Regions from separate parts of the Mus musculus genome. Here all the other regions are linked to region 4. The links are chromatin contacts, called in public promoter capture Hi-C maps. All regions are on one chromosome and are shown on one strand. The core of a region is the stretch at or near the end of the contact, and the rest is flanking DNA. Distances in the headings are between cores, read along the strand shown.

What was found. Promoter capture Hi-C pulls out the DNA fragments that hold promoters and counts their contacts.
Region 1: a contact with region 4 is called in a promoter capture Hi-C map of hippocampal neurons, with 2.9 times the contacts expected there. The contact joins two enhancer-like sites. A contact is called at or near these places in 7 of 39 promoter capture datasets (the 3T3-L1 cell line, cranial neural crest, embryonic stem cells and 3 more), 1 of 15 datasets of contacts at CTCF or cohesin (stem cell-derived epiblast-like cells), 6 of 484 Hi-C or Micro-C datasets (cerebral cortex, forebrain, myocytes and 1 more) and 1 of 115 datasets of contacts at active chromatin or transcription factors (bone marrow-derived macrophages).
Region 2: a contact with region 4 is called in a promoter capture Hi-C map of the 3T3-L1 cell line, with 4 times the contacts expected there. The contact joins two enhancer-like sites. A contact is called at or near these places in 4 of 39 promoter capture datasets (the 3T3-L1 cell line, embryonic stem cells, hippocampal neurons and 1 more).
Region 3: a promoter capture Hi-C map of the 3T3-L1 cell line shows a contact between it and region 4, with 5 times the contacts expected there. The contact joins two enhancer-like sites. A contact is called at or near these places in 2 of 39 promoter capture datasets (the 3T3-L1 cell line and embryonic stem cells) and 1 of 484 Hi-C or Micro-C datasets (myocytes).

What each region holds. Positions count from the first base shown.
Region 1 is chr2:126,233,711-126,239,534 of GRCm38.p6, reverse strand. No RefSeq gene overlaps it. Among named protein-coding and RNA genes, the nearest start is that of Dtwd1, 84 kb to the right of the region's middle. Within about 2 kb of position 2,429, at least 20 of the 459 cell types and tissues checked have an H3K27ac peak or open chromatin away from gene starts, as enhancers often do.
Region 2 is chr2:126,278,178-126,284,795 of GRCm38.p6, reverse strand. No RefSeq gene overlaps it. Among named protein-coding and RNA genes, the nearest start is that of Dtwd1, 130 kb to the right of the region's middle. Within about 2 kb of position 1,490, at least 21 of the 459 cell types and tissues checked have an H3K27ac peak or open chromatin away from gene starts, as enhancers often do.
Region 3 is chr2:126,209,283-126,215,808 of GRCm38.p6, reverse strand. No RefSeq gene overlaps it. Among named protein-coding and RNA genes, the nearest start is that of Dtwd1, 60 kb to the right of the region's middle. Within about 2 kb of position 4,303, at least 10 of the 459 cell types and tissues checked have an H3K27ac peak or open chromatin away from gene starts, as enhancers often do.
Region 4 is chr2:125,664,073-125,669,954 of GRCm38.p6, reverse strand. Shc4 (SHC (Src homology 2 domain containing) family, member 4) reads left to right here. Exons shown (of 12, transcript NM_199022.2): 6 at 3,631-3,682. Among named protein-coding and RNA genes, the nearest start is that of Eid1, 6.1 kb to the left of the region's middle. Within about 2 kb of position 2,519, at least 89 of the 459 cell types and tissues checked have an H3K27ac peak or open chromatin away from gene starts, as enhancers often do.

The sequences.
Region 1 (5,824 bases), core at 1,180-3,679, 570 kb before region 4:
ATCTCTGGAGTTAGTAGTTATAGTTGACTCTGTTTAGAGATTGTTCTTCTGGTGATTCTGTTACCGTCTCTCAGCAGACCTGGGAGACAGATTCTCTCCTCTGAGTTTCAGTGCTCAGAGCACTCTCTGCTGGCAAGCTCTCTTACAGGGAAGGTGCGCAGATATCTTGTTTTTGGACCTCCTCCTGGTCGAAGAAGAAGGCCCAAAACAGGGCCTCTCTCAGAAGCTGTGTTGCTTTGGCAGTTCCCAGAAGCTGTCAGCTTCTGTGGTGCAGACTCTCACCTGTGCAGACTAAAATCCTAAGTTCCAGGGAGTCCTGGAACCAAGATGGTGACCGCTGCTCCTGAGGCTGAGGCCGTCTCCCGAGCCAGGCGGACACCTGTCCTCTGGTCCGGATGGTGGCCGGTTGTCTGCGGCCCGCCCAGGCTGCTGCCTCAGCGGCTCTGTGCTTCTGCCCGTCCCAGTAGCTGTCCGGTTCTCTGGCGCACCCTCTAACCTGTTCAGACTAATTTCCTAAGTTCTGCTGAGTCCCGGAACCAAGATGGCGACCGCTGCTCCTGAGACTGAGGCCGTCTCCCGAGCCAGGCGGACACCTGTCCTCTGGTCCGGATGGTGGCCGGTTGTCTGCGGCCCGCCCAGGCTGCTCATATATATACATTCTTTGGGAACTTTATGCAATGTATTTTGATCATATTCACCCCTCCCCCACAACTCCTTCCAGATCCACTCCACCTCTGTATTGACCAACTTTCTCTCTCTCTCTCTCCCATCTTCCCTCCCTCCCTCCCTCCTTCCCTCCCTCCCTCCCTCCCTCCCTCCCTCCCTCCCTTCCTCCCTCTCAATAACATCCAGTTTGGAGTGGGTCCCCCCTGGAGTGTGCTTGATTTACCATGAGTTACATTAAAGAACAAAGACCCACTCTCCCAGCAGCTATCAAATGCCAGCAGTGCTTTGGCTAGGGGGTGGGAATTGGGATCATCTCCCCACATCCATGCTGGGCTTTTGTCTGGTTCCAGCTTATACAGGTTTGTGCATACTTGCATTCTGTCAAAAATGATGTGAGTTCATATGTGTAATTGCCTTGTATCTAGAAAGTGCTGTTTTCTTGGTGTCACCTATATCTAGATCTTTGTAGTCTGCCCAACCAACCCCCTCTCCCATGAAGATCCTGAGCATTGAAGATGGGGATTTGAGGGGCTGAACAATCCAAAGTCTCATATTTTCTTCACATTCTCTTGACCAGTTTTGAGTTTCTGTGTTTTTTTTTTAAATTTTTATTTTGTTTATTTTTTGTTTATTTTATTTATTTATTTATTTATTTTGGTTTTCGGTTTTCTGAAGATAAGTTTCTCTGTGTATCCCTAGCTGTCCTGGAACTCACTCTCTGAACAAGGCTGGCCACGGTCTCACAGAGATCTGTCTGTCTCTGTCTCTGAAGTGCTGCAGTTAAAGGCATGCACCACCACCATCCAGATGAGTCATATTGGACATATTTCTGCAAGGAGAAGCCTCTCTGATGATGGTTGAGAGATGCACTGATGTCTTTCACTGGGGCCTTAGTCTGTCTTGCTAAAAGTCAACAGTGCCAGGTATGGCCTCCATCTAATGGAGTGGGCCAGTGTTCTATGAACTCAAGAATGATGCATGAACTAAGTATATACACAAAAGTAGAAGATGTGGGCAGGTGATCTGGAGACAAAGCTTCTTGGCCCCAAGCCTGAATGGACTGAGTTCCATGCCTGGGAACTACATGGAGAAAAGAAAAAACTGACTCCCACAAATTGTGCTTTGACCCATCCACAAATAAATGTTAAAAAAATCTTAAAGGACATGTATAAAGTAATATAAACAAATGAAATAGAAGCCCTTACAACTGATGCCACAGAAATTAAAAGCATTATGAGTTCTACAAACAATTATATGCCAACACATTAAAGAACATATACAACATGGCTAAATGTACAAAAACACGCAGCCTGAGAATTACATGGAACTAGAAACTATGGACAGATCTACAACCAGTAAAGAGATTGAATGAATAATCAACAACTCCTCCAGCTCATTCATCCTTTCTACGTCCTCTTCCTCTGCTGGTCCCTGACAGGCAGAGAATAGCAAGGATGTCCTGTCTGGGTACTCAACTTCCATGTATTTGTGTGTCTCTGTGCTAACCGCTGCCTACCACAAAAAGGCTATTCTCTGACCAAGGATGAGAGCAGCATTGCTATGGCGTATAGACATAAACATTAGATACTTTGGCTAAGGTGTCCCACTTAAGAGAACAATATTAGTATGTTGCTACCTAGGATGTAGCACCTCCCCAGCTTCCCCACTTCCAGACTTATTGTAATCCACTAAGTCCAGTTACTGCTGGCCATCTGTGTACGGGTGTGGGGCCATTCACTGGGAATTCTACCAATGACCACGTCATCCAAAAAGAATTATTCTTCCTCCCTTGGCAACTATCAGTTGCCAATATCTCCCTAGCAAGGGGTGGGGCCTGGAATCATGTCATCTGCAAACAGAGAAATTTTGTCTTCCTACTTTTCTCTTTGAATCCCCTTGGTTTGTTTCTTTTGTCCTGTTGCTCTAAGAATCTCAACACTGTCTTAAAATAGAGTAACGACAGTGGACACATGCCTTATTCCCCATTTATTGGAAATACTTTTTTTGTTTCTCTTATCTAATGTACTATAGGCTTGTTGTATAGCCTTTATTATGTTGAGATATGTTCTTTTGTTTTGCATGTTTTTTTTTAAAGGATATGTTCTTTTTATTCTGAGTTTCTTTTGGATTTTTTAAATTAAACTTTTTTGAGATTAAAACATATACCATTTTCCTTCTTTTCTTTTCCTCTCTAAAAACTCTCCAATGTATCTAACCCTTTCTCTCAATCTAATTAATGATCTCTTTTTCTTTAATTGCACGTGTGTGTGTACACATTAATATGTAACCTGTTCAATCTGCACAACATTACTTGTATGTCTGTGTTTTCAGAACTGACTGGTATTGGATAACCGGTTGATGTGTTATTCCCTGTGAAAGACTTTTTCCTGCCCTCAACATTCCTTCGTTTTCCTGGGGCTGAGGCCTCTTGAGATTTACCCCTTCCACAGTAGCATGTCTATTGATATCATCTTTGTTCAGATGATTAGGCAGCAATGTTGGCGAGGCTTTATTTAGGTAGCTTCTCTGACATTTCTAGGAGATATAATCTCATAGTAAACTCTCTGGCTCTTACAATCTTTCCAGTCCTCTCTTCTACAGTGATCCTTGAACCTTGGGTATTGTAGATATATCAGTTGGGACTAGGTTCTGCAACTCTGCATTTTGACCAGTATTTTTGTTTGTTTTATAATGGTCTCAGAGTGTTCTAAAGAGAAGGTTCCTAGATGAGGGGTGAGAACGACTTTTATCTGTGGGTATAAGATAACTGTTTAGAGTGTAAGTAGAGATTATGATGGTTTAGTAAAGTGATAGCTATAAGTTCTCCTCCAAGATACGTGATTTTCCTAGCCTGGTAGTTGGCTAGGTTCCAATGCCAGGCATGATGCCCCTCTTATTGAGTGGCTCTAAGTCCACTTGTGCAAGTGCTGATTACTGCCAAGGGTGCTTGACTTCTTAGAGTTAGGGTTACAGAAGGCTGTAAGCACCTTAAGAGGTTTTGGGAACCAAACATGGGCCCTCTGCAGATCAGTATGAACGCTTAATCTTAATCTCTCCAGGCCCAAAAGAAAATACTGTGAATTAATTTTAGAGAAAGAACAGACATAAGTGAAATATAAATTATAACGCAAATAAGCAATTAAAATACTCAAGTATAAACAGAAAATTTAAATCATCATAGTTAAATGTAAACATTAAAATGATTAAAACAAAATGAACCTTAAAATGAAAATTATTTTTCTTTAAGTCTATATTTTTACCCTAGAGAGAACAGTTTCTCTTACCCCCTTTGAGTTTTTTTTGAAGAAGAAACTCACCATTCTGTATGTGTGGGAACATCTAGTGTCTTTAATTCAAGTAAGTTAGGTCAGTATGCCCTTCCAGAGAAACGGATTTCTCTGGCCCCAAATCACTTTCTCTGAAATTGCAAATCACAACCAGATTTCTGATGCTTTGTGGATCAGTCAGTTTGTGTGTAGCTTTTGTGCCTAAGGCTCAAAGGGAGTGTGGGGTATCAGCCCATGCTATTTAACCCTTTAAAAATATTCCCCTGGATGTGGCAACAATTTTTTACTGTCAACTTCCTGCAGTCTGTTCCTGTATAGTGGATGATTGATATGGTGGGGTGGGAGGGTGTAGGTACTGAGACTCTCTGCTGGACTCCCTTGCTGCACACTCTCTGCTGGACTCCCTTGCTGCACACTCTCTGCTGGACTCCCTTGCTGCACACTCTCTGCTGGACTCCCTTGCTGCACACTCTCTGTTGGACTCCCTTGCTGCACCTCTGCTGCCATGTCCACCATCAGTGCTGCCTTGGAGTCTGTTGCTTTCATCAGGATATTGCAGGTTTCCAAATCCTGATGAGTTCTCTCTTTCTTCATCTGCAGAGCAATGGAGAAGCTCAAGGTGTTGTAGAACTCTTAGCTCCTCGCTCACATACCTTGTTCCTATGGCTGTGTCCATAGCTTGATCTCCTCGCCTCTCTTCAGTAGGTGGGGGCTTTGATTTCCCTCAGCTTTCCTGGTAAGTGGTGATCACAGACCTTGAGGGTTTCTCCATTGGTGGTACACAGTTCTGTAGAAGCAGCTTGTTCTCTCTTCACTGCCCCTCCCTCTTCCTCTCCCTCTCCCTCCTCCTTTCTATTTTGACGGCTTTTCATCGTGATTTATGGTTTTCTCTGTCTGATTTCACAGATTTGGGTTTCTAATCCACCATCCTGGCACAGACCTCTCTTTTGCCAGATTTTCTCTCTTAACTGAACAACAACTTCACTTTTTCAGTCTCTATTGAAGCATCACAGAAACACAGTGCATTGCATTCTCTTGGGTAGCTGAGCCTTCTGGCTAGCTGTCACTGTCACTCCATGGCTACACTGATCTCTTAATGACTGTATAAAGCACATCTCTCCCTTGTCCCCTCTTCCAGTCCCTTCACCCTTCTAGAGTTAATCTGGAATATACAGACAGGCAAAGTTATTTTAACTTTTGAATTTAACTACAAATCTTGGAAGATATGGTATATGCATACATGGACAAGCTATTAGTACATTTGTCTCAATATTCATTATGGATATCTAGTATTTTTAAACCGCATTTTCTCTTTGCTGCAGAGACTACTCTTGCTTTTGCTTAAAAGTCAGCACCTGGACTCACTTCAGTTAATTTTCTATTCTTGATTGTTTGGAACCTGCCAGAAAATATTTATTGCAAAAGCATTTTAGAGGGAGATATTGCAACATCTGTTCTGTTTCTCTAAGACTTTATTTGGTTCTAGTCACAGATGAGATTAGAAGACCTGGATACAAATCTATTAACAAATTATTGCCTTCATATCTTAAACTTTTGTGTTTTCCAAGAAGTACTAAGTGACATATGTCAGGACTGGCCCGAGGGCATTTTTCATGCAGGTTACATGTGGGCATCTTGCCCTTAAAAATGTTATATAATATGTATGTATGTATGTATGTATGTATGTATGTATGTATGCCTGTATTATGTGTGTATAATACATATAATTGGGCCAGGGACCTTGCGGATGAATAACCTACATTTTCCAGATGTTGACACTGGGCATAGAGCAATTGGGACTGGTATCAGTGTTTACAAGATAAGGTCAGTAGACTCCAGGAAGAGCTGGTACATTTTTGTCTATGCTTTCT
Region 2 (6,618 bases), core at 241-2,740, 620 kb before region 4:
CATAAACTTTATTATTCCAAGTTCATTGGAAACTTTCGGGGAGGGTGTAAAATTCATTGTGTCTTTCTGGGCAAGCAGTCTTCCTTCCCTTCCCTTCCCTTACCTTACCTTACCTTACCTTCCCTTCCCTTCCGTTCCCTTCCTTCCCTCTCCTTTACCTTCCCTTCCCTCTCCTTTCCTCTCCTTCTCTTCCCTCCCCCCTCCATTTCTCCTTCCTTCCTTCCTTCCTTCCTTCCTTCCTTCCTTCCTTCCTTCCTTCCTTCCTTCCTTCCTTCCCCCTCTTCTCCCTAATGGTAGAGCCTTTGGCTACCACCACCACTTGCAGTCATAACCTATCTGCCTTACTACCATTTTTTTTTCTGTCCCATGCTTTTCTTTAGCAAAACAAACTGGCTGATTGTCACACCAAATCACTTTCCTTGCTACAGCTGTGTGATTAAAGGGACCGCCTCCTCCTGGTGACTGTGCACGTCACGGCCCTTGTCTAGGGCTGACTTTTCTGATGACTGTGCACGTCACGGCCTGGCCTGTGTCTAGGGCTGACTCTTCTGATCTACCTCAGTCCTCATCTGCTTCATTCCAGTGGTTTTGCAATTTGCCCCGGAAGGTGGAAAATGATTTCCATGTGTGGTTAGGTGTAGCTAGCTCTGCTGGCAAAAGCCTGCTAGTTCCAGTTCATATCTTAACTCTCAGAGGTAGAAATGTGAAGAGGGTAACCTTGAAGGCAGCCTGAGCTTCAGTCAGGAGACCTGGGCTCAGCGGGGATGTACTCAGTGGTTGAGTGCTTGCCTGGCATGCACGGGACCTGCATGTGATCCTTAGCACCACGAAAGAGAGGAAAACCAAGCAACAACCCAGTTAAGAAAACTGACCTGCTAAGTCTATACTGGCAGTCATTCTAAGCTATATATATATATATATATATATATATATATATATATATATATATATATACATGTATATATGTATATATATATATATATATATATATATATATATATATATACATGTATATATGTATATAGTGATAGAGCTAGAGAGGTAGAAATATATTATATGATTGATATATATTAATCATATATATCATATACCTATCTCTATTTGTCTATCTATCATCTATCTATCTATCTATCTATCTATCTATCTATCTATCTATCTATCTATCTATTGAATGTTAAAGGTCACATATGGCTAAATCATAATGTTTATAGTGAGATGTGCATTTAATGGAAAATGTGTGTGTGAGAGAGAAAGCTATATTGGGAGAGGCCAGTGACTGAAGGAGGCATGAAGGAGAGAATCTGTTGCCTGATTAAAAACTATCTGTAAGGTATGGTCATGAAGTATGTCCTGGACATCACAAATACACACAGCTAAAAGGAAACGGGCAATTTCTCCCTATTCATTGCCTCATAAATATTTGTTATATGACTGAATAGGAGATGCCACTAGTTATGATACTGCCACACTGTCCAAATCCTTTCCAACAATCCTCTTTTAGAACTGCCTGCAGAGCCAACCCATGAGTCAGAAAGAAAATGGGCCCTGTTCCTCTACTCTCTACTTGTTTTTTTTTACCAAAAAAGGCAATGCCCAATTTCATTGCCTACTGTGTTCATTAGCTTTAGTGCCAAATGATCTTTAGCGATGGGCTGTCCTTTTCCCCAAGTTTATTCTACCCTGAGGACGAAGATGCTGCTACTAAGAATATACACAAAATGTGTTATGGATTCCTGAGGTAATTTCAGAATAAAAGTTCCCTGAATAGTACCCATGCCTAGGAAATTTCAAATGCTGAGCATAGGGTGTTATCTGCAAGAAGGGCATCTTAATTTGAAGTTGATGAAAGTTGGGTGCAGGCTTTAATCTTGTGTATTTTTCTCATTAAAGAGTTTATTGTTTTCAAAGGCATTTATGGCAAACCAAGGATGATAAACCCATTTTAAAGTATTTGACAGGTGTCCAGACTCTTAGATAGGAGTGCTATATTGCTATAATAAAAGTAATATTTAAGCCATAGAAATGTGCCACATTGCACATAGTAAGGTAATGATGTTCTTCTATTCTTATAACACTTGTCACTACAACCACAGGGGATGGGTTTGGATGAAACAGTGTTCCCTTCCCTGTTCCTGTCTTCCCTCCTGCATGTGTTCGCAGAACAGGTGCTGCAGTCTTTCTATGCAGTGTGGCCCTGGAGCAAACACGACTTTTTGTCTTTGAAGAAGATTGGACTGTCAGAGTTGATGCTGTGACCTCTTAGTTAGAATATTTTGGTGACATATTCCATCCAGCACAGTGCATTAACTATAGCAACAACAGTGGACCTACCATTTGAAAGTACCAAGGAGTTGGCTTTCTATTGTTTTAGAAGCATTTGGTTTAAATGGTAAGAGTCAAAAAAAATCCTACAAGCTTCAAGGGATATTCTTTTACCATTTTTGGTTTTTTGTTTGGGAGGGTCTTTTTTATGCAGCAGTATGCTAGAAAACCAGTTCTTGGAGGCAGGGGAAGGGAGCAAACCTTGATTTGAATCATTTGCCCTCTATGGTATGAATTCTCCCATCTGGCAAATTTTAAGTTCCCAGTGTGAGAGAGCTAAACACATATGGAAACAGATGCACAGAAATGTGCTCTCCTGGCTTAGTGTGAGTGGACTGTAGGATGCTGATGGTGAGCAGGCTGTGGGATGCTGATGGTGAGTGAGTGGGCTGTAGGATGCTGATGGTGAGTGAGTGGGCTGTGGGATGCTGATGGTGAGCGGGCTGTGGGATGCTGATGGTGAGTGAGTGGGCTGTGGGATGCTGATGGTGAGCAAGTAGGCTGTGGGATGCTGATGCTGGGTACCCTAGGTGTGTGTATATGGAGGGCGACCCTGGGGAAGAGCTGCCAGAAGGAAGTCCATTTAACAACCCCACCCTCTGGAAGAAACAATCTGAATTAGAAAGGCATTCTATTGAAGGTTATTGGAAGAAATTGGAAAACATAGTTTCAAATGCAGTCTCCAAGCCCTTTGATAAAATTCATCTGTGTCTGAGACCCAGTCCATTAAGAATTTCTTTCTTCTTTTTCTCATCTCTAATCACCTCACCTCTCCATTTTTTTTATTTTATTTTTGAGATTATAATATAATTACATCATTTCTTTCCTCCTTCCTCCCTCCAAATTCCTCTGTTTAGCGCTCCCCACTCTCCTTTGAATTCATGGCCTCTTTTCTCACTGTTATTTAATGCATGTATGTATATGCATAATATAATTATATAATATATAACATATTCATATTAATATATACTATTAATATATGAATATAAAGCTAACCCATTTGGTCCAAATAATGTTACTTAAATGTATGTTTTCAGAGCTGATTCTTTGGTACTGGACCAGAGTGTTATTCCCTGGGGAAGGCCACCTCTCCTGATCCTAGCCTTCCTCTTTTAAATTCTTTCATAGGGTTGCATATAGTTCTTTTGAAGGGTTGAAGCCTTGTGGGATTTGCTTCATCCAGTTTAGCATGTTAAAAGATGTCGTCATTGAGCCCCTCATGTTTGGGCATCATGCTGGTGACTTTACAGGTACAACTTCTGGTGTTACTAGGAGACACAATCTCAGAGCAAACTCCCTAACCCTTTACAATCTTTCCATCCTTTCTTCTGCAATGTACCCTTAGCCTTAAATTCAGGAATGCTGTGTAGATGTATTTATTTGGGACTGGGCTCCACACCAATCAATTTGAGTGGTTGTGGCTTTCTGTAGTGATCTCTCTCTGGTGCAAAGAGAAGTTTCTTTAATGAAAGATAAAGACTATACTCGTCTGTGAGTTATAAGGACACATGTTAACAGATTGTTGTTAGGGGATAATAATGGATTAGTATATTAGTGGTTGCAGATTCTCCACCATTAACTATGGCTTCACTAGCACTGAGTAGTTAGCCCATTTTCAGCACCAGGCGTGCTTTCCATCATATTGAGCAGGTCTGTAGTTCAACTAGGAAACTGTTGGGTACTGACAAGGTGTGTGTGCCATCACTGCATCCTTAGGGTTATTGTGCCATGCTGGCCATTGATGTGATTCATAGGTATCACCACTGAACAGGACTCTTGGGTGCCTTCCTCCTCTGGAAGCTTACATGGTACCTTCTGGTACAAGGAAAGAGGTCCTCAGGAAGGACTATGCACATTTTAAATTTTACTGTTTGTTTTAATGATGTTTAAGGGTTTTTTTGTTTCTTTTTTTTCTTTTTGGTTCTTTTTATATTCTAGATACTGACGCTCTGTCAGATTTATAACTGGTAAAGAGTTTTAACCCTTTTGTATGCTGTCTCTTTACTTGAGTGATGATACCCTATGCTGTACAGGAACTTCTTAGTTTCAAGCAGTCCCATTTTTCAATTTTTGGTTTTAATGTCCGTGCACCTAGAGTTGTGTAGAAAATCTTTTCTTATGCCTACAAATTCCACTGTGTATTTCCCTACTTTCTCCTCAACCAGACTCTACATGGTTAAGGTATTAATTCCATGCCCTTGATCCATTTGAATGGAGTGTAAAATGTTATTAAGTATGTTCTTAGAGTTTTTTTTAAATAGTACATAAGTATTTAAAATTCATTAATTTCGAGTCCCACCTCGTGCCTTGGTTTTAGGGTTCCGATATTGTGAGTTCGAGTCCCACCTCGTGCCTTGGTTTTACATCTGGCAGAGTGAGGAACGAGTGTGCTTAGATACTGGTGTCTTTTATTCCCTGTTGCTGTCTTGTTTTTGTGTTGCTGTCTTGTTTTTGTTTGTGGTTTTCGTCATGGGACAGACTGCATGTGTGGTGCCGACTGTGGACTTGGATTGACATTAGGACAGAATTTGTCAGTAATAGTTAAGAAAAACAACTTGGAAAATGTCCCTGGCCGCATGAAGCCACAGGACCGGACAGAACTTCTGGCTTCGGCGGTAGCAGCACACACTGGCCAAGGCAAGGCGCCACGTGGGAAACCGTGGCCCAGGGGGGATCACTGATGTGGAGGTTTCCCTGGGATGCCCGCCACAGCACCACCACCACCACGGATTTCACCGCCTGCAGGACGGGCAAGAAAAGAAAGAGGGGCGAAGCCCAGGGGGCCCCGAACCGGCCCGCCTGGCTTCCTAGAGCGGCCATGATGCCTGCTGGGGAGGGGCCTACTAGAGTCGCTGCCTCTGCCACCTCCCCCCTCCCCTGAGTTGGCCCAGTGCAGCCAGCTGTGAGAGCTGCCTTCCTTTCCCTGCCCCACGTGTTTTCTCTCTCTGCCCCACCCTAAGCTGCTAACCATCAAGGGAGACATCTGCCCACTTAAAACTTCTGTCCCAGGTAAGGAGCACCTACGAGTCTAATCACCAGGCTCTGACAAATGGGTATAGAGGTCTAGAAAAAGGTGAGCTTAGACTGTAAGGAAGAGCAAAGCTCCAGCAGACTCAGGAGAGACAGTGAAAATAGAGATGAAGGAGATTAGAGAGGTCTGAGATGAGAGAGATACCCCGAATGAGAAATATTTAGAGTAGAACCAGTAAGTAAGAGGCAGAGAAGGCGTATTATGAGAGAAGAGAGAGGCGAGAGGCAGTAGAAAGAGAAAACAGGAGGGATCATAGACAAGAAAGAAATTTGACTAGAAACTTGGCCACAGTGGTGAGAAAGAAAGAAAAGACAGGATCTAGACAGGAAACCTGGGCAACAGAAGACCGAGCCTCAGCTAAAAAGGCTCAGCTGTGTCAGACTCAAGTTATCTATTTGAGATACACCCTTCAAGGTGGAAAACAGTGGCTAAAAGAAGCCAGAAAAAAAACTGTAACTACACCAAGGCAAGTAAGAGAATTCTTGGGTACCGCTGGTTTCTGCAGGCTCTGGATACCTGGGTTGGCAACTTTAGCTGCCTGTTGTACCCCCTAACCAAGGAAGGGGAAGTGTTTGTGTGGACCCCAGATCACCAGAAAGCCTTTAGAGAAATGAAAAAGGCCCTACTGATGGTCAGCCTTTGCCTGACCTAACCAAGCCTTTCACTCTTTATGTGGAAGAGAGATCAGGGGTTGCCAGAGGAGTCCTTACTCAGACTTTGGGACTTTGAAAAAGGCCAGTGGCTTACCTATCCAAGAAGTTAGACCCTGTTGCCAGCGGGTGGTTTTCTTGCCTGAAAGCTATTATTGCCATAGCTCTGCTTGTCAAGGATGCTGATAAGCTCACTCTGGGACAGGAAATAACTGTAGTGGCACCCCACACTCTTGAAAGCATTATCCGAAAACCCCTGACTGATGGATGACGGCCAATGCTCCTGTGACACGTTATCAGAGCTTTTTTGTTGACTGAACAAGTGACCTTCGCTCCACCTGCTCTCCTCAATCTCGCTACCCTACTGCCCAAGACTTCACCTACTCATCATTGTGCTGATGTCTGGCAGAAGAAACTGGTACTCGAAATGATCTGAAGGATCAGATCAGCCTTGGCCTGAGAGTTCGAGCTGGTACACCGATGGCAGTAGCCTCAAGGTTGAAGGTAAGCAGAAGGCGGGAACAGCAGTACGGTGGTGGACAGAAAGCAAGTGATATAGGCCAGCAGCCTCCCTGAAGGGATGTTGGCCCAAAAAGCTGAACTTGTGACTTTGAT
Region 3 (6,526 bases), core at 3,054-5,553, 540 kb before region 4:
GGTCTGATAGGATGCATGGGACAATTTCAATATTTTTGTATCTGTTGAGGCCTGTTTTGTGACCAATTATATGGTCAATTTTGGAGAAGGTCCCGTGAGGTGCTGAGAAGAAGGTATATCCTTTTGTTTTAGGATAAAATGTTCTGTAGATATCTGTCAGGTCCATTTGTTTCATAACTTCTGTTAGTTTCACTGTGTCCCTGTTTAGTTTCTGTTTCAATGATCTGTCCATTAATGAAAGTGGTGTGTTGAAGTCTCCTACAATTATTGTGTGAGGTGCAATGTGTGCTTTGAGCTTTACTAAAGTGTCTGGAATGAATGTGGCTGCCCTTGAATTTGGAGCATAGATATTCAGAATTGAGAGTTCCTCTTGGAGGATTTTAACTTTGATGAGTACGAAGTGTCCCTCCTTGTCTTTTTTGATAACTTTGGGTTGGAAGTTGATTTTATTAGATATTAGAATGGCTACTCCAGCTTGTTTCTTCAGACCATTTGCTTGGAAAATTATTTTCCAGCCTTTCACTCTGAGGTAGTGTCTGTCTTTTTCCCTGAGATGGGTTTCCTGTAAGCAGCAGAATGCTGGTTCCTGTTTGTGTAGCCAGTCTGATAGTCTATGTCTTTTTATTGGGGAATTGAGTCCATTGATATTAAGAGATATTAAGGAAAAGTAATTGTTGCTTCCTTTTATTTTTGTTGTTAGAGTTGGCATTCTGTTCTTGTGGCTGTCTTCTTTTGGTTTGTTGAGGGATTACTTTCTTGTTTTTTCTAGGGCATGATTTCCATCCTTGTATTGGTTTTTTTCTTGTATTGGTTATTATCCTTTGAAGGGCTGGATTCGTGGAAAGATAATGTGCGAATTTGGTTTTGTAGTGGAACACTTTGGTTTCTCCATCTATGGTAATTGAGAGTTTGGCCGGGTATAGTAGCATGGGCTGGCATTTAGTGTCTGTATAACATCTGTCCAGGCTCTTCTGGCTTTCATAGTCTCTGGTGAAAAGTCTGGTGTAATTCTGATAGGCCTGCCTTTATATGTTACTTGACCTTTTTCCCTTACTGCTTTTAATATTCTGTCTTTATTTAGTGCATTTGTTGTTCTGATTATTATGTGTTGGGAGGAATTTCTTTTCTGGTCCAGTCTATTTGGAGTTCTGTAGACTTCTTGTATGATCATGGGCATGTCTTTCTTTAGGTTTGGGAAGTTTTCTTCTATAATTTTGTTGAAGATATTTGCTGGCCCTTCAAGTTGAAAATCTTCATTCTCATCAACTCCTATTAACCGAAGGTTTGGTCTTCTCATTGTGTCCTGTATTTCCTGAATGTTTTGAGTTAGGATCCTTTTGCGTTTTGTATTTTCTTTGATTGTTGTGCCGATGCTCTCTATGGAGTCCTCTGCACCTGCGATTCTCTCTTCCATCTCTTGTATTCTGTTGCTGATGCTCGCATCTATGGTTCCAGTTTTCTTTCCTAGGGTTTCTATCTCCAGCATTGCCTCACTTTGGGTTTTCTTTATTGTGTCTACTTCCCTTTTTAGGTCTAGTATGGTTTTATTCATTTCCATCACCTGTTTGGATGTGTTTTCTTGTTTTTCTTTAAGGACTTCTAACTGTTTGGTTTTGTTTTCCTGCTTTTCTTTAAGGACTTGTAACTCTTTAGCTGTGTTCTCCTGTATTTCTTTAAGTGAGTTATTAAAGTCCTTCTTGATGTCCTCTACCATCATCATGTGATATGCTTTTAAATCCGGGTCTAGCTTTTCGATTGCGTTGGGGTGCCCAGGACTAGGTGGGGTGGGAGTGCTGCGTTCATTCTGATGATGGTGAATGGTCTTGATTTCTGTTAGTAGGATTCTTACATTTGCCTTTCGCCATCTGGTATTCTCTGGAGCTAGTTGTTTTAGTTGTCTCTGGTTAGAGCTTGTTCCTCAGGTGATTATGTTAGCCTCTATCAGCAGACCTGGGAGACTAGCTCTATCCTTAGTTTCAGTGGTCAGAGTATTCTCTGCAGGCAAGCTCTCCTCTTGCAGGGAAGGTGCTCAGATATCTGGCGTTCGAACCTGCCCCTGGCAGAAGTTGTTTTCCACTCACCAGAGGTCTTAAGATCCCGTGGAGGTTCCTGTGAGGACCTTGGGGGTGTCCAAAAACTCTGCGCACAAGGAACTCCGCTGCTGGAGTGGACCAGAAGGGACTTGTGCCCCCGATCAGGCCGGGTTATCTGCTTCCTTAATTAATGCAGTCTCAGGTCCCACGCGATTCGATTGGACAGACACTATGTTCCACTCACCAGAGGTCTTAGGATCCTGTGTGGAATCATGTGTAGTTCCTTGCAGGTGTCCAGAGACTCTGCGGGCAAGGCACCCCGGTGCTGGAGTGGGCCGGAAGGGCGAAATTGTTAATTTTCTTTCTTTCTAAATTTCTCTTTCTTTCTTTCTTTCTTTCTTTCTTTCTTTCTTTCTTTCTTTCTTTCTTCCTTTCTTTCTCTCTCTCTCTCTCCCTCTCTCTCTCTCCCTTCCTTCCTTCCTTCCTTCCTTCCTTCCTTCCTTTCTTTCTTCCCTCCCTCCCTCCCTCCCTCCCTCCCTCCCTCCCTCCCTTCTTTCTTTCTTTCTTTCTTTCTCTCTTTCTCTCTTTCTCTCTTTCTCTCTTTCTTTTTTCAAAAGCAAGAGGTTCATTTTCATTTCTGCACATTGGGGTCAACCTTCAATTAGTCCCTCAAGGCAAGTAACGAGAAGGGAACCCAGACACATTTTCTTTTTTTTTTTTTTTAATTACTTTTATTTTTTTTACAGTCAAGCCATTGCCCCCCTCCCAGTCCCACTCCCACAGTTCCTTATCCCATTCTTCCTCTGTCCTGTTCCAAGAGGATATTCCCCTCTCTCCCAGGCCTCCCCTGGAACCTCAAGTCACTGGATGGTTAGGTATGTCTTCTCCCACTGAGAAGTTAATTTTTAATATTATCATTTAAAATAAATACTCATTTAATATTTATTTATTTTAATTCCAAAGTCAGTAGTTGTATGTATAAATCATATAGAAAACATACCTTGAGGACTTTATTAATTTTCAAGAGTATAGAGAAATTCTTGGGATAATAACTTTGAAGATTTCTGTGCTAGATATACAATTTAATAAAGCAGTAGATTACAGGGGAGCAAAAGACGTTGAGGGTGGAGTTGGCCTTGTTGGGATGTGGGTCTCAGGTTGCTTCGCTTCAGTTAGAGAAAGGGGAGGAGAACACTGGTCAAAAGGCATGGTGCTAGCAAGGGTGGATTTGGAGGACCACAAGACAGTAGCAATAGATTAAGCTGTGAGAACCCTCCAAATTGCTCCTTTTATCTTAGCATACTACTTGACCTGATTCTGTTGTCCATGACATTCTCATTCTCCCCTCCCCCATCTCTTTCCTGCACAACCTTTCCTGAAAAAGTTTCTGTTTTTAACAATTCATGTAATTCTGCTAGGTCCATCTTGGTAGTCCATAATAATCTTCCTATCTCATGGTCTTGTGCTTTAATCACACTATAAAAAGACCCCTTTGTTATGAAAATGTGCTGGCTAATTTTATGTCATCTTGACACAGTCTAGAGTCATCTGAGAGGAGGGAACCCCAACTAAGAAAATGCCTCCGTAAGATGAGACTGCATGTAAGCTTGTAAGACAATTTCTTAATTAGTGAATGATGTGGGAGGGCCTCTCGAATTTTGGATGGGGCCATGCCTGGGCATATGGTCCTGGGTTCTATAAGAAAGCAGGCTGAGCAGGCCACAAGGTGCAACCCAGTAAGCAGCACCCCCCCCCCCCCAGGGCTTCTGCATCAGCTCCTACCTCCAGGTTCCTGCCCTGTTCAAGTCTTGCTTGGTTCCTTTGATGATAAATAGTGATGTGAAAGTGTAATCCAAATAAACCCTTTTCTCCCCAAGTTGCTTTGGTCATGGTGTTTTATCACAATAATAGTAATGCTCACTAAGACAGCAAGGTAACATACTCATAGATCCTGGGCACATATTTATATATACCTTTTTATGGATTTTAAGTGCAGTGTAACTGGTGTTCACAGGAGGGATAGCTGCAGATAATCCTGACAAGCATTGCTTTCTAATTACATTCCTGTCCACAACTGTTATTCAGGTAACTAGGGAAATAAACACCCATAATTTCTGGAAATAACTTCTTTTTAATTTGTATCTCTCAAAAAATTCCACTAGAATTGTCCTGGCTAATCCCAGAAATCAATATTTCATTGGTATGGAATTTCGCCCTCTCAGGCACTCAGATCTCAGCAGTGAGTTTCCACATGACATGTGTCCCGAGTGTGGCTGCGTTGACAAGCCTTGGAGTGAAAGGCTGCAGTTAGGCGAATGCTTGTTACACAGCCACCAGCATTGTCGAGAGAGCACAAGAAACTCCAGGGTTTTGAGTAATAACTTATCAAGATGGCCAAATTATGAAAGAATGCTTAAATTAGATAAAAAAAAAACCCACGCAATATGGATACAGCTAAAATATTTTCCTTCTGAAACTAATTTATAAGCTTGTCTAGCTTACCCTTGCATTTGTGTGTGATATGGTGAGTGATTATGTAAGGACAGAAAGGGAATCTCTAGGGTGTAAATTACAGGAACAACTGGAGATTCAGCCAAAGGTCAGTCATAAGCCAGAACAAGTCCAAATTCAGAAACTAGTCTCACAGAATTGATTGTCTTATAAAAATCAGGCAAAATGGCAAAAGCTATTATTTTCACCCTCATAAATGTATGTATATCTACAAGGATTCTGTTGCTTCAGACAGACAAATAACTTGCCAGGACATTCTTCTATCAATGTTTAATGTTACTCTGTAAGAGTGGTCTTTGGCATCTGGCAACTTCCATTGTGTAAAATACCATCTGTGTACCGCCTAGCCCGGTGGCTTTGCATGTATTTCCTCCCAGAAAGGTGGCCCAAAGCACAGCGACCTGTGTTTCTCTTGGAAAATTCTTTTCTTAATCATTTTACTTAAAACATTCCAAGTGTTAATGTGTGTGTGTGCCTGAGTATGTCTATGCATGACGTACATGTCAGAGCCCAAGGAGTCCAGAAGAAGGCATCAGATCCTCTGAAACTGGACCTAGAGAGAGTTGTAAGCACCATATACCCTAGGTCCTATAGAAGAAGAGCCAGGGCTGTTAACCACAGAGCCATCTCTCCTTTTTTTTCTAAAGGAAGTCTGCACTCTACTTCTTCTAACCTGCCTTGGAGAGTGGCAGTGGATTCTGTCACACCAATTTCCCTGCTCTCCAGTTCCTTTTCATTATGGTCTTGTCCCCTTTGATCTAATGTGCTGTTTCTATAATTACATATGTATGTAGCTTACTGGATTGCAGTAAGAATGCTGTCTCCATCAGACAGTGTAATGCTCCCAGACCACAGGAACACGACATAGTCTATTAGCTAATAATTTAAGTAGATTTGAGGATGACAACTGAGGTTGAAGAGTCCTAAGTATGGAAGCCATGGCATCCCACTTGGAAAATGCATGCATGAGGCTCCAGAAGGTTGTGAGTGAAGTGGGAAAGTCTCTATAAGGGAATGAAACTGTAAGCACATTAAAGGAAAGTTATGTCAGAGGTTTGCCTTTGATTCTGGCCATTTGTATGGGCCCTTTTGGCATCCATCCATTGTACTGTGGAAGGACTTAAAGTGTCTAAATTGTTTGTTCCCTACTTTGAGAATTATCAATCATTTGGAAATTTCCTTTGAAATCCCAATTTTTTTAAAGAAATCAAGAGGGAGAAACATTGAGCTTTTGAAGAACAAGGCACGATGGCTCCAGAAAACAAAGGGAAGCCTTTTCTTAGAATGATTATGATACTTAGTCTAATCTTGAAAATCCTGAAGCCCCAATCTCTCTGACCCTGTAGGTCCTGATTAGTCTAGAACTAGTCAGTTCCTAGAGATAGCAGACATCTTGCCTGAGACACACTGGCAACAGAATTAATGAATAAAGCACAAATCAGAGTCATGGCCTAACCAACTCCTTAGCCAGAGCCCTCAATAAACACCAGAGGACCAGGTACCAAACAATTGGACTCCATGCCCTAGATCTTAAACCTGCCCACCCGCCTACCTGCTTACATGCTCATTACTACTGCCCACCTGCCTACCTGCTTACATGCTCATTACTACAGAATACCCCTTCAGAAATCCCCTTAGTCTTTTTGCTTCCCTCAGCTCTCCATTCTTCACTGCTTTGAGCTGCAAAGTAGTTGAAAGGACCCTCCTGGTGAGCATGATTATCAAAGTTTTACAAGTATGTTGGGAAGTATCAGAAAATATTGAGATGTAAACTATCCCTTTAAAAGGCACATAGGAAATAAGACAAAACACAAGACATATACTTTAATATATGAAATTTTAGATTAATATGAGACTATCACTAAATGTTTCTGCATTGTCTCAATTCTTCACACAAACATTTGCTTCTTTTTGTTTGAAAACTGGTTATTCCAAATGTTGGGGTTCGGGAATTGCCACACAAACCACTCAGACACCAATCT
Region 4 (5,882 bases), core at 1,270-3,769:
TTTCTCTTGCAGAATGTTCCCCACAAGCAGACTAAGCAGATTATCAGTCAGATTTAATCCAAGATGGGAATCCCATTCACCATCAGAGTTGTCAGCCAAGGCTAACAAGGCCAGTCTATAATGACCATCCAGATTTGTGTAAACCTTGAAGACACTGCTCAGTCACGGGGGGGTGGGGGGGGGCTCTCTGTCAAGAGCCTGTAGTGCTCACCAGTCACAGATTGTACAGGGGTTCTCTCCGAGAATACTTTCCAGAGTGTCATTCCTTGATTCCTCACTGTGTTGCCGGATATTTTATCACACTGTGAACACCGAGATTGCTGTTTACTGAAAAAAGCTGAATCTAGTTGTGGTGTGGCTCAGCCTTAGCACACCGGTTCATCCCTTTAGCTGGAATTCAGACAAAACCGTTAGTACACATCTTTAATCCTGATGAAGGTAAAGTTAGTTTGTAGAAGGGAGCACCCGTGTTTGAAAGTGATTTCTAATTGAGTGGCAGAAATAGTGACAAATCAGAAAAAGATTTGACAGAATAGGATATGCCCAACTCTCACAAGAAGAGAGAGGAAAAAGAGGCTACTTAAGAGAGAACTGTGCAGAAAAGAGAGGAAGAGGGAGGGAGGAAGGAAGTGGCAGTTTTACTAATTAAAAAAAAAAATCTAGGCACACGTGAAGACAGAATAAGCCAGAGAATGTGTGCAGGAGGCAAAAGACCAGAACAGATTGCTTGAATTAATTTGAGGCCAAGCAGAGCAATTCATTGAGGAGCTGAGAGAAGCCAGACTGAATCAGTCATCTTGGGGAGGGGTTTGAGCCAGAATAGCTGAGTTAAATCAGCCAGCCAGAGTTCAGAAAGAACAAGAAAAGTGAATTTATTTGGCAGTAAATCTCAGAGGCTGAAAACATTCTAGGCCTAGGTTAGATTGTACAGAGGCTAGAAACTTCCAGGACTAGACCTAGGTTAGCAGATAGAGGCAGTAAGACTCAGAGGTGACAATTACATCAGGTGACTAAAAGATACTTTTACATCACTGCTTCATTTTGGGACCAGGGTCCTTAGAGAGGTCCTGCATACATGGATAGTAAATTGTTGATCCATTAGCAAACAGGGCATGTAGGATGGCTTGTGTTGTGCAGTATGAGCCCGGAGGTGAGGGGGTGGGGAGAGAGAATATATATGTATATATAGATATGTGTATATATATCACTCTAATCTATCCAACTCTGTAATCTGACCTCAACTATGAAACCAAAAGTTGGATATCAGAGAGAGAGAGAGAGAGAGAGAGAGAGAGAGAGAGAGAGAGAGCACAATGAATCTAGATAGAAGAGTGCTGGTTTCTCTTCTCCTCCTAGCCCATTAGATTTATTATGAAGGGACTCAGGCACACGTAAAAAAAAACTTATTAGTGTATGATGTCTACTTAAAAAATGATTGGTGTTTGCCCTGAAATTATCCTGTTTAAGTTCCCGGGGCTGTTGTCCTGTTAGGAGTGGTGCACAGGCCTTCATCTACTGTACATCCAACAGGGTTTGTTTTTGTTCTTCAGAACTGTAAGGTTTTCCATCCCATCTTAAAATGGCTTCAAAGCTTTAAATTAACCGAAGCACTGTCCTTGAGTCAAGCCGTCTGCAACCATTGTGGGAAAACGTTTACATCAGTACAATCAGTGGAAACCCTGGGCTCTGCAGTTGAAAAATCCACTGGCTTGGAGTTTACATGATGATCTGGCTTGGTATTAGCCCCTCTCCCCCCACCAGTGGAGTTTTACCCTCCTGTCAGGAAGACACTGAAGGCTAGTGTTGAACGTTAGAGTCAAGAGCTTGATGTACTGACTTGTCTAAGATTTTGGGTCTTTCTTTGCAAGATAGGGATAACTCCTGTCGCCTGTGAGTTGCCAGAATTGAGTGAGATAATGCACACTAGAGCTGGACATACTAGAGCTGGACACACTAGAGCTGGACACACTAGAGCTGTACACAGTGAATCTATCTCTGTAGTTGCTTTAGGATGCCCGCTGAGCTGCTTCAGTTGCATAGCTAGCTGGGCTAGTCACAGGGTAAGTGAAGCTGAGTTAGAAGTCCCATGTGACTCAGCATCGTCGTTCAAAAACACGGACCATGTCTGCTCTCCTTCACTTTTAATTCTCTCTCAGAAAGTTTTTGTTTTCTTAGTAACTGTGGAACATCTATTGCAAATGCTTCTATAGCCGCCCATGCTTTCTCTGTTTCGAAACATGCTACAGATTTGTGAAAAATTAAAGATACTTCAAATATTTTCTCCTGACATTTGTTCTTTCCTTTTAAGTATTCTGCACTGTCTGCACCCCCATGCCTCCAGGTATTTACAGTTATAGAATTTTAAAACCATTAGAAAATGCAAGCTCATTTGGAAGATGATGAAACGGGCCAGGAGGGGCCCCACAGCGTCTGTTCCAGGCTGCCGCTGTAGCACCTGGTCAGCTTAACTAGAGTGCTCAAGTCTGCAATGACCGTGACTCCTAAGATAACAGAAAGCAATGCTCATAGATAGGGCCTTATTTATTTAGAGGCTGTTCCAACCCAGCTTTCTATTTGCCTGAGACATTTACTTAGGTGTGTGCTATTTTTAAAATGGCTTAAGACAAGTTCTGCTGACTGTGAGATTTGCTTCCTGCATGATTCATTGTGGTTGTTAAGTGGCTACCCTGGAGGGCATTACCAACACAGCTTCTACTTCCTGCCAGTAGACGGCATCTTCCCTCTAGAGACCATTCTAATACTCTGAAATGGCATTATAGGTATTTTTTCCCTCTGAGAATTAAGATAGCAAGAGCACCTTTAATTATTAAAACCATCCCATTCATCAGCTCACTGTTTTCATAAAAGCTGGAATTTCAAGCGTCCTGTCTATTTTCTTGTTTTCTCAAAGGCAGTAGCATATCTCTTCTTGAACTTAAGTTATTCATAGGTTCTCTGTTCTGAAATGATTTGCCTCTGCCTACGGATGAAATAATTTATATTTTTGCTGTTTTATTCTGTAAGCTATCTTGCAAAACACACATGCAACCAAAAACCAATAGGTTTCTGATAAACTCATTTTTGGATGCACATGAATTTGGACACAGGCCAGTGACGACACCACATCTCAGCTCCTGATAACTTTGTGGCAGAGGAGTTCTACACGTGTTTCAACTGAGACAGTCAGTTTCTAGACAGTTTTAAAGAATTCCTTAGCTGTGTTCCCTTTTATTCTTAATGATATAGGCAGACTCGGAATTTTCAATCTCTATCCTTTCCCCATAAGGGTCAGAAAACTATAGATTTAATTGTTAAGCTCTACTGGATATGCCATAGAGCAATAGTTCTCTACCTGTGGGTTCTCCAGGGGTCACTTCAGATGATCACATTATGACTCATAATAGTAGCAAAATTAGTTTTGAGGTGACAATGAAAATAATTTTACGGTTAGGGGTCACCAGAACATGAGGAACTGTATTAAAGGGCTGCAACATTAACGGGCTGAGAACTTATGCCATAGAAAAACAGTTATGTCTAAGGCTTTGGCTCAGTTGGGTCCTAAGGAAGTCTTATCTTATTCATTCATTTTAAATGCAATTGTTTCTCTCTCTCCCTCTCTTTCTTTTATAGGATACCACAGACTATGTTGCCTATGTAGCTAAAGATCCAGTCAACCAACGAGGTATGGACAAGAAACTTCTGGGTTTTCATAAGAGCTGTTAGCTACCGACTATAAAAATAAGTGGTTATTTCTAATGTACACAGTAATGGGTGTCACACAGTAAGGCCCTATCTATGGGCATTGCTTTCTGTTATCTTAGGAGTCATGGTCATTGCAGACTTGAGCACTCTTGCTAAGCTGAACAGGCGATAAAGAGAAGCTGTGAGGCCCCTCCTGGCCTGTTTCATAGTCTTCCAAACGATGGGCATGGTCCAATGGTGCCCCATCATTGTAGGATGATATTGAAGGACTCTAAGAAAACTATGTAAATTTTAATTGAAAATAAATAATCCTACCAGCAGAGAAGAGTGGAACAATTAACAGGCAATATTTAAATTCCAGCACTTGAAAGATTCACAAACTAAAAAGCATATTTACATATGCAAAAATAAGCTGTTTTGTTTATGGTAGTGTTGTTCCCATATCCCAAGGAGAAAAAGAAATTGAACACAAAACTCAATGAGACATTGCTGTTGGTGTGTGTGTGTGTGTGTGTGTGTCCCTATGCACTTGCTGCTGAAAAAGCCTGGAGTGTTACTTTGAGTTTGAGTATGTGGCTTTTTGGACAAGGCTGATCTTAAACTCACTATGTAGCCGAGGATAACATTGAACCTCTGATTCTCCTGCCTTTATTCACCCTGAGTGGGATTATAGGCATGTGTCACCATGCCCAGCTTTATGCAGGTCTGGGGCTAGAACTCCGGGGGTTGTGTGTGCGAGGCAATCTCTGTCCACCTTTAGGTCTCACCTCCAATGTCTCTTCTTTTGAGGGGCCTTCTACTGATGGCATAGCCTACCTCTAGTCACATGTGCCCCACCCCCATCATGACTCAGTATTTCTCTCCCTGCCAACAAGCCACACTTTGTTGCTTGCTGTTTTTCTCACGTACTTGTTTGAACATTTCCCATGTTCTTTCTATTAGGCTGAGATCTCCCTTCTTACTGTTGTTTCTCAGATACTTTACAATGCTCAGGCGTGATGCACAGACTGTGTCTCAAATGACTGAGTGGAAGAGCCGAGTGAGAGCCTCATCCTAGGGTATAACGAGGTTGCCTAGGAAAGGCATCTGCAGGCTGGGCTTAAAGTCAAAGGCCTGAGGTTCCTTAGAAAGTTCGACCTCTCTGGACAGATGTGGTTGGTACTGTTTCTCACCCTCAAACCCAAGGCATTCAGACTCCCCCTGGGAGATGGGTTTAAGCTAGTTGCCCTCAAATAGAACCTGGGAGTTGGGGAACCTCTTCCACCCTGGTGATGGAATTTGCCTTCAAATATTTGATTAAGTGAACATGGAGTGCTATTTGGGAATCGAAGGAACAGAGGTGGAAATGCACAGCTGCAGGCTGCGTGCGGCAGAAGAAGGAAAACACTCTCCCATGGCAGAGAAGAAAGACCTAATAAGCACGGACTTGATCCCGTGGGTAGATGGGTAGAGGTGCTTTTTGCCAAGCAGACTTCTAGAGAGACTCATCGAGCAGGCACTATTAGGTGCATTCAGAGAGAAACTTGAAGCCATGGAGGCAGTGTGACTGTCAGAGTGAGATTATAAGAGGCATTGGATGGCATAGAGAGTGGCCATAGTCAATGCTTGCCAATTGCTTGCCAAGAAGGGCACGGTCCTGAGAATGGAGAGAGGAAAGAGCAGGTGACAAACACTTTAAAATGCTCCATAGAAAGGGACCACTGAGCTGCAGAAAGTTGAGTGGATAATGAGGGAGTGGCGAGGAAAGGAAGGAGCCAAGCACTGGGAAGCTACCAGCATGGAGCCGCCTGCTGTATTTGGAAAGACCTCTGAATAACATTTGTTTTTCTTACCATAAAACATACAGATATGGAAGGAGAATCACCACAAATACAAAGCCAGTCTGAGCCATATGCTGTGCCTCCAGGACATGGTCTGGGTTATAGCCTGAGCCCCTGAGCCCATGTTAAAAAGAGGTTAAAGAAAGGCATCTGGGATCCAGATTCTTTTGCATTTTTGGCATCTGCCATTGTCTTAGATTGTCCCCCTGCTGCTATAATCAAATACCCTAACAGAGCAGCCTAAGGGTTTATTCTGGGTCCCCATTTAAAGGTGGTTGTCACTGCAGGAAGTCCAGGTCACATCCATCATCAGGAAGAGAGAAAGGTGAAAGCTTGCTTGCTGCTCAGTTATCTTTCTCT